Linked DNA regions of Sus scrofa: all the other regions are linked to region 2. Evidence: chromatin contacts called from public Hi-C data. All regions are on one chromosome and are shown on one strand. The core of a region is the stretch at or near the end of the contact, and the rest is flanking DNA. Distances in the headings are between cores, read along the strand shown. Region 1 has its middle 460 kb from the start of SHAS2. Region 2 holds the start of SHAS2 (hyaluronan synthase 2). Region 3 has its middle 330 kb from the start of SHAS2.

Region 1 (2,991 bases), core at 351-2,850, 460 kb after region 2:
TGCTATTTTTTTACTTGATACATGCTGGCTTAGGTAGTGGGGCAAGGGGGAGGTATTCTGTATTCCTTTGGGTCAACATCAATTTTAGTTAGGTACTCACCTTTCGAATGTATTAGAAAGTTCAGTCGGTAGACAGCTCAGAGTAATATGAAATGGGGATTTTTCACATAAGGAATGTTTAATATGAATGAAGAATTAAATATTACAAAAAGAGATAATGAGACTTTAAAAGAATATCCTTGGATTGAAAGGAAGTATCCAAGAGTGAAACAAACATTGAACTATGGGTGTTTCCTGAGACTGGAATCCAGTCATTATCGAAGGGGGTATGATTGCAGCCCACTGAAGAGTAGAGACGTCTTTTGTATTACTCCCTGGCAAAAAAATTTTCCACAGCTTGCACAGGAACGCTTGTGGGATGAGGTTGGTGGGCAAGGAAGTATGGGCTGAGAATGGCATCTTGGAAATTCCCCACTAAAGTACCAGAAGGCAACATTTGGTGGGCAGGAAACTCCTTTCTAAGGCGCTGAAGAAATTCACTGTGAATTGGTTGGGGGGGTTGACTTTGAAGTTGCTGGAAAGGTAGATAGAGCACAAACTGTATTCAGCAGAAAGCCACTGGGAAGCAGTGAGCTGAGGAGAAAGGAGGGTATATTAAGCACTTTGTGAAGCTGGCTAGGGAACTTGCAGAATCAGGAAACTGACCTTGCGAGAACACTGCTCATCATGGTGAAGCCTGCGGGACCATTCATGGAATTCAGTGGGAATCTACCCACATTGGTTGCTGCTAAACTTGCCAGGAAATTGGATGGAGAACCCATGGAACTTGTCCAGATATTGCTCTTGGGGAGAGCCATTGGACTTGCCTCAGGGAGATCGGGTGGGCATCTGTGGAGCCCTCCACTGTGTAGAGCAGATGAAGCCTGCTGGGGCTACAGATCTTGTTAGGAAGCTGCCTATAAGTGGTACTGCTGACCCACCCAGAAAACCAACTGGGCTGCAAAACCAACTGTGAGAGTGCTATCAAAATTTACTAGGAGTCCACTTTCCCTAGGGTCAGCTTCAGGAAGAAAGAAATCACTTTTGAACCAGGATGAAAAACTTCATTCTCTTAGAGTGTCACTCCAGTGCCCTCTGCTGTCAAAACTTTTTTTTTTTTTTTTTTTAAGTTCCAGTACCACAAACAGGGCAATTTGGTGAATTTAGAGCCAAGAGGTAAGAAATTAATAAATGGTACAGTCTGTTCTTTGAGCTCAATCCCCAAAGCAGGACCAAATCAGTCCCAAATCTCACCTTTGTGAACTGATCTCCTGAGACCAATTCTGTTATCATTTAAGGCCCAGTCAGGAGATGGAAACCACACAATAACATGAAAGAATTATGAACTATTTTCAAGGAATTGATTGCTGAAAGTGAATAGAAGAAAACTCTAAAGAATCATCCAATGCTGAGAGATAATACCCCAGGAAGACATAAGCGTTGAAGGGGAAAATCCTCCCCAAGCTTGAGATTCAGATTTTGTTGGAGTGTGTGGGGTTCCAGCACATACATTTGTTGAACTGTGCTTGGTCAGAGCTGGTACACAGTCAGTGGGCTAAAGCAGGTGGGTTAAAAACTACAAGCTTGGGCTGACAAGCTAAAAATCTGCCCCTGGAACACTGGTGATTTCAGGATGGTAGTTGGAGAACTGTAGGCCAGGAGTGGTTGGCAGTGATTTTTTTTTCCCAAAAAGCATAGGAGCAAGCTGAGGTGGGTGGGCAGGAAATCCACCAGGAAGCTGTCAAGCTGTCAGTCAGGTGAGTTGAAGAACTCACAGGGGATTTGGCTGGGTACCAGCTGGACTCACCAGAAAGTCACTGGGAAGACGCCAGCAGAGGGGAGGGTGCTGTGAAACTTCTGGGCAGCTGCCTGGAGCTGCCACAGAAGGATCAAAAGAGGCGTCTGTGGGGGCACTTTTATGCAGGAGGCTCTTGGTGAAGATACCTGCAGAATGCCACTGACATTTACAGGAATGGGCTCCATCCAGGGTCCACCACCACTGGAACAAAAGGAAGCAAAGCATACCAGAACCAGGAAGAGAGCCCCCTTATTTCTCTAGTGTTCTTTCAAGGGGGAAAAATGCTCTTGTATCACACGGAACAAGAAAGGAGAATTTGGAGTTGAGAAGCAATGGATGGATGACTGGAATCCTGGGTCCCCATGTGAGGTCTTCTCGGTGTCCCTTTCCATTGATAACCTGGGCCCTGGATGTATCCCTGCCCCTGTTCTGCACATAAACTTTCTGTTCCCTTCCTTCATCCTTGTCCTGGGGGTGAGAAAATTAGCTTCTCTTCTTCCATCTGCTTCAGGATGATTCAGAAGCTGCAAAGACCTCTCTCCCTGCAGCAGCACTCTGCCTCTCCACCAGTCCTGCCTCAAGTGGAGGCTTGCTCAGTTCTCCATCCTTGCCTCAGTTCTTCTTGGGAGATCCTCAGTGAGGTCCCTGAAACAGGCTTTGAGTGGGCAGGGATCTGCCTTGTGTCTGTGCAGCTCAGGACTTCCTTACTCTCACACTAGTCCACCAGCTGCCATAAGAATTCTGTCAAAACTTTAGCTCAATTCTTCCCACTCTCTGGCACATCATTCCAAATCTAGCAGCTATTCTGATGAGCAAGTCCAATCTCTCCTTAGTGAAGCCTGCCTTGCCTTCAATTTCGGTTAGTTGATTTCACCGTGACTCACCTTTAGATGAATTCAAGAAAAATTGTGATTTTCAAGGTTTTTAATATACAAACTGCTAAGTTTTTGATGAATAATGTATATTAAAAACATAATAAACTTTGCTTTTCTTTTTTAAATAAAATATGGTTCAAGTTTTTCTATAATTTAGCACTGTAGTAAATGGATAACCATGAAGTTTTGCTCTCCATTGCAAAATACAGTCAGGTCTTCCAACATCCTTCACCTTAAATAATGTCCTCTAACTGGTCTCCCTCATCCATTGTTACCTCT
Region 2 (2,830 bases), core at 30-2,529:
ACAGTAAGGCTTCCGGAGCTGGGCTGAGCCGGGACAGACCCAGCTGACACTTTAATGGGGTGCAAGGAGTGCAAAGAAGGGGAGGCCAGGGAAAGAAGAGGAGTGGCGGAGCGAGGCCGGTAGCTGCAAGGAGGTGGCGAAGGACCCTCCTTCCCTGGGGCCGGAGTTGGGACCCCGGATCGCCTTAACCCTTTGCATTCCAAGTAAGAAAGGGGCTTCCCAAAGAGAAGGAAAACTCTCTAGGCTGTCCAGGGTTTTCCTCCCCACTCTGTGTATGGGGGGGGGGGAAGAATAATGATGGGATTGGAAGGGGTAAGGGGGCGGCTGTGTGGAATGCATTTTCTTTTCACAGTGGAAATTCTTGTCTCCCAACGCGTGAGCCTCTCTGCAGCTCCGGAAGATGTGGGATGGAAAAGTACATCCCGGGCCGGGCAGCCTTTCCCAGGCAAAGAAGTTACCTGTGTTCCCAGAAAGGCAACGGATTTCTGGCGAGCGCGCAGGGCTGGGAGAAGACAGCGGCTATGTTGCTAAGGCTGACAGCGATGTGAAATGTCGTCTGGTTTTCAGGGTGATGGAAATTTTCAGACCTCAAACTTTTCTGTCGAAAGCTGACTTAAATGTTTTTAACACTTATGTGAATAATGTCCTCCCTGTCCCTGGCCTGTTCGAGGACCCTCAGCGTTCACCGAATCGCGCCAGTGCAACGTACCTTGTTCAGTTCTTGGTCATAAAGTTGTCCTCAGCCTGTCTGTGTGGTCCCGGAGGGTCGGTGGCGGGCAGTTTCCAAAACTGAGGTAATAGGAGATCAGATGAATTTGAGGCGACCGGCCAAAAAAAATAAAAAATTTAAAAACAACATTTAAAATGAATAGGGGAATCTTAAATCTTTAGGTTCCCCCCAATTAAAAAAAAAATCACTGGTATGTTTTCTTAATATTTCCGTTGCACTTCAATCTTCTAACTCTTAAAAGAAAATTTTGTCTGTGCTTTAAAAATAAATGAACTTTATTTTTTGCTCTTGTTCCCCTCTTCTAATATCGGAAAGTCTTTTTTGTATTAAAAAAAAAAAAAAAGCAGAAGAAAGAGGGGGAAAAAAAAGGCCTGGTGAAAACTCAGCAGAACCCAGGAAGCGTAGAATCGAGAGAAAGTCTTTGGCTGGGGCTGGTTCAAGTCCCTGGTTCAATGGGCTGCTGGAAGCCAGGACTGGGTAATTCTTTCCAGACGTCTTGACTTCTCCTTCCTCGCGGTTGTTGCCTTTCTGCCTCCTCTAACTTAAGGGGGTCTTAACAAGTGAGCTGGTGGGTGTTTTAATAGGGCGGAGGAGGGAGTGGGGGGTGAGGGGAGTGGAGAAGGGAGGTGCGGACTGGGGAACCCGGAGGGGAGGGAACTGGGAGCGCGGGCGGCCGGGCGGGCGGGAGGCGGGGAGGGGGAGAGGGAGAGAGAAATTGGCCATTCAAAGCTCTCTCTGAGCTAGAGGCCGCTTCTGAACTCCAATGAATTCAATTAACTTGATTGCTAACGTGTGCAGAGAAGTGCACGCATGCTGGCCACCACCTGATTACCCCCTTCCTCCCGCGGTGCAGCCGGGAGGCCAAGCTTTGTAGACATCCCTGACTCGTCCGAGTTACAAGGATTCCCTCTTCGCGATGAACTGCCAGTACTATTTAAATAATTTGCTTTAAGACCAAATGGTGCCCTTAGGCTGTGTGTGTGTGTGTGTGTGTGTGTGTGTACACCTGGAGCCTCCGAAAAGTCGGCTGAAACTGAAAAAAAATCAGCAACTGGTCTCTCACTTGTTAACCCTTTCTTCCCGCCAACTCGAAAGTTTTGGAGCTGATGGCACATGTCAAAAGTCCCCTTTACTCAGAAGTTTTTTGCTTAACCTGATCCTCTAACATAAAAATATTCAAATAGCGAGCATTATAAAATATAACAAAATAAAAATCATCCTCTAGAGAACTCCAAAATAGCGCGCTCAAGAAAAGCAATTTCTAAGGGAATGGATTAAGTGGCTTCGGCTTCTTGCGAGCCTTTTAAGAAGATAACGAGTCAAAATACTTGTTGCTTCATGATGGCCCGTTCTCATCTTTCTTCCCTTGTTAGTTTTCTCTGTTCCTTTTCCCCCTTTTTCTTTGGTCCTTGCCAACAAGCCTCCCGATGACTTCAAATGGACAGTAGGTGGCACTGTTTAGGAAAAAATGAAAGAGCTTACAAATTAACTATTTCGGCTTTTGGAGATTCTGCCAAAGTTAGGATGAAAGAAATTTCCTTTCTTTTCTTTTCTTTTCTTTTCTTTTCTTTTCTTTTCTTTTCTTTTCTTTTCTTTTCTTTTCTTTTCTTTTCTCTTTTTCTTTCCCTTCCAAGCTTCCTCTGAGGTGTGGCCTTCCTTCGAACTCGACTAGGCCTTGAAAACTGGGTTCTTACTCCTTATCATGTATCTTGTACAATAAGAAACAAGTCAAAACAGAAACGTCAGTAAACTGGGAGCGATGCTTTTCAACACGTTGCACAGAAAGCGGTGTTAGGGGCTGCGATTCGAGGTCAAGAATTTTACTGCAATATCAGGCGTCAGCCAACCCAGCCCCCAGGGGCCGACCTGCAAAGTACCATGCATTTCTGTCTCCCCATCGCCCCCCCCCCCACAGCGGTTACACCTCTGGGAAGTATTACCTTGGCCTGATGACTTCACACCGCTCTGGGGAAACCCACTTACTCATTTTCTCCTTGAAGCCTTCAGCCTTTGTTTGAACCCTGCCTTAGGTGGTCAACTCTTGAGAAAATGGCTTAAATTTCAGAGTCTGGTTTCATCCAACTGAATCAGATTCCTGCT
Region 3 (2,958 bases), core at 226-2,725, 330 kb before region 2:
CAGCACAAGCTATCCATTATTGCTAAATGGTATCACAGCACGTAGCTCTGTTCACACACTGTGGTGCATTGTAAAGGTCCCTGCTCCATGGAGAGGAGGAGAAAAAAAAAAACCCTCTTTTTTCCCCTCCCTCTTTTTCCTTGCTCCCCTTCCAAGTGCAGCTGAATCTTCAAATGTGGGTAACTCCCAAGTCTGTCTGTATCAGGCTAGAAGACATTCACAGTGATTCAACATGGAGAGAGTCGGTTTAATTTGGGGCAAAGAAGAACTGGATTTATTAGATTTATTCTTTGGCGCTCAAAGGTAGATGTTTGAGGTGACTAGGTTATATTTAAAATAAATTGATTGATTAAAAGATATTCTTTTAAATGGAGTCTGTGTTAGAATTAAGGACAGGAGTAGCAATGCCCAGTGCCTTAACTGAGGGTGTATCAGGACAGACCAGTTTATAAGAAATAGCTGTAAGCCATTCTGAAGCCCACTAGCCGAGGATGTAAATTATGCAGAGAATGTGGCTGTATTACCAATAGCAAGTTACCTTCTTATCTCTGCCTTGGTTTCCTCAGTTGTACTCATCCTTTACTATGTATCTAGTAGGTGTTAGGCCCTCTTCTGGATATAATTATTAATAAAGATGACTTGCACTTGAAATGCTTACACTCAAGGGAAATTTTACCCCTGAGAATTAGACCTGATCCAAGGGGGAACTAAGGTTGCTATGACAGTAACACAGATTACTCACAATTAGATCCCTCCTTTTCTCCAGTTCCCCCTCCTAATGTTAAATGAAGGAAGAGCTCCCTCACAGAATGACTGGGAGGAGAAACAGGGCTTTGGACCCAAGGTCAGCATCCAAGTCAGATGATTCACAGAAGCGCTAAGTGTGGACCTGCCTGTGTGTGGCACGTGAAAGACCAAGACATTTGTGCTCACCAAATGAAAACACAGATGGAAGGATAGAGGTGTCAACAAATAAAATGGGTGGAGCACTTTGAGGATTCTTGGTGGATGTATTTAAAGTAGAAAAATGTTGAACACTCCCTGCACCATAGAATACCGAACCTGCATATAAAAGAAAAAACAGTCCACATGCAGTCTTTAATTTTAGCTTCATCTCCCAAATTTTATCTGTCACTGAGACAAAATGTCTTTTATCACTCTCAACATTAGAATACTTAAATCACAGCACATCAAATATCCATTTTTAGGGTGGTAAAAAATCATGTGTAAATTATTAGGAAGGAGAAAGGAAATGAAGTAATCAGCTGTCCGGTTTCTGGGAGGGGTGTTCCAAATGCCATTCCTGTAGAGAACTGTTGACCTTTCCTTGAAACTTTCATTGACAAGTTGGGTTCCCAGCACATGGGAAATTCCCGCCTCCATCTGAGATTTCCCGGAGGACATATCCCTGAGAGCTTCAGAGACATAAAACTCAGATGAGCGGATGGCTTGTGAGGCACAATCATCCAGCCATTGGGGATGCTCCTCTGATGATGTTGGCCAGCGTTGGCTTCTTCCCCAAAAGGCCTGAGGGTGTCTCCTTAACTGGAAACACACTTTGCAGTTATAGACCTTTCCCCAAATGGTTCTTGTTTTGTGATTCAGCATGTGACTCACTCAGTTAATAACAACTTCTCTTCTGTCCCAGACACCCCCTGGGAAATTTGGATCTCTTCTGATTTGGGGAGGAATCCTTGGGTCATTCACCAAGGCTGCAGGTTTGAAGGTTACTTGTCAGTGAAGCAGAGATAAGGGAGACTGGCTGTTAACCTACTGAACTGCCGAGGAGCTAGTAGTATAGCAGTAGAAAATGAGGTCTTGGCATCAGAAGATGCTTGTCTTATAGACAATGTTGAAATGCTTGCAGAAGAACTTATCTAATGAAAATGAGCATGTGTGATTGTTCAGAGTGGGAAAATCCATTCATAGGTCACACACTTTGCCCCCCAGCATCCACTCCACACTGTCTTTGTTAGGTAGTAACCATAGACCTGAGGTAGGACTCACCTCTAGTTCTGGGGGTGGGTCTTAAGTGCCTAATCTAATCCCCCTCTATTATGCTGCAATGATCAGATTAGGAATGGACACTTAACCAGGCTTAAATTAATCAGGACAACTTTCTTTGTCCTGGGAAACCTAGATCATTTTCAACAGGGTGAAGCTGGCAGGTGTTCCATGGGTTGAGGAAAGATACTATTTTTTATTTTCTGGATACAAGAAAGCATATGTGTGGCTCTAGAAACTGGAGACAGCCATCCTGTGACTACCTGGGAAGCTCGGCCTTAGGACAAGCTCACAGGAAGAAAAGGGAGCTGGAAAGAAACTGGTAATAGCAACAAGCTCCTGGATGAAACCAAAGGGCATTCTTCTGCTCTACTTTTTATATTAGCTGAAATAGTTCTTTTATTACTTAAACTACTTTGAGTTGGATTTCCTATTACTACTGACAGAAAGAATGCCTACTGATGTAATTAATTAATTGCTCATTCAGTCGCTTATTCTATAAATAGTTATCAGCTGTCAACTATATGCAAGGCATAAAGACGAAGGTAATCCTTTCCTTCCAGGAGGACAGAGTATGTCAGAAAGGCAGACAAACAAGTGGAAAGTAAATGTATAGCCTGGCAAGTGCTAAATTCAGGCAAATGTATATGCGGTATTGTTGGAAGAAGGAAGAAGGAACTCCCAAATTTGCCTTTGAAGGCAGTGAGGGGAGCTCTGGGGTGGAGATGGCATGGGAAATAACTGTTAGGATGAGATCTGGAAATAAGGCAGGTGAGGGCATCCGGGAAGAGGGAAATACATCTTCAAGGAAACTTAGGCACAAGAAGACATGGCTTATTTGACGTGGGTGGAGCATAAAAACCAAGGTAGGGGAATGGCCATTGATAAGGCTGGACAAATGGCCGGGGTTAAACATTAAAGAGTCTTTCATTTAAGGTAGGAGGTTTTGTTTGA

Evidence for each region. A called contact is a pair of places that touch in the nucleus more often than the background predicts.
Region 1: a contact with region 2 is called in a Hi-C map of embryonic fibroblasts, with 7 times the contacts expected there. The contact joins the enhancer-like site here to the promoter of SHAS2 in region 2. A contact is called at or near these places in 8 of 47 Hi-C or Micro-C datasets (embryonic fibroblasts, heart right ventricle, retroperitoneal adipose tissue and 2 more).
Region 3: a Hi-C map of retroperitoneal adipose tissue shows a contact between it and region 2, with 2.1 times the contacts expected there. The contact joins the enhancer-like site here to the promoter of SHAS2 in region 2. A contact is called at or near these places in 12 of 47 Hi-C or Micro-C datasets (adipocytes, alveolar macrophages, embryonic fibroblasts and 7 more) and 2 of 2 datasets of contacts at active chromatin or transcription factors (alveolar macrophages and skeletal muscle).

The regions. Positions count from the first base shown.
Region 1 is chr4:17,123,435-17,126,425 of Sscrofa11.1, reverse strand. No RefSeq gene overlaps it. Among named protein-coding and RNA genes, the nearest start is that of SHAS2, 460 kb to the left of the region's middle. Within about 2 kb of position 1,600, at least 1 of the 83 cell types and tissues checked has an H3K27ac peak or open chromatin away from gene starts, as enhancers often do.
Region 2 is chr4:17,581,603-17,584,432 of Sscrofa11.1, reverse strand. It overlaps SHAS2 (hyaluronan synthase 2), which reads right to left and starts at 1,279. Exons shown (of 4, transcript NM_214053.1): 1 at 710-1,279. It overlaps LOC106509979 (a long non-coding RNA gene), which reads left to right. Exons shown (of 2, transcript XR_001308039.2): 1 at 1-203; 2 at 353-1,073.
Region 3 is chr4:17,913,793-17,916,750 of Sscrofa11.1, reverse strand. No RefSeq gene overlaps it. Among named protein-coding and RNA genes, the nearest start is that of SHAS2, 330 kb to the right of the region's middle. Within about 2 kb of position 1,475, at least 15 of the 83 cell types and tissues checked have an H3K27ac peak or open chromatin away from gene starts, as enhancers often do. A contact at or near this core is called in fetal skeletal muscle and retroperitoneal adipose tissue, where this site is marked.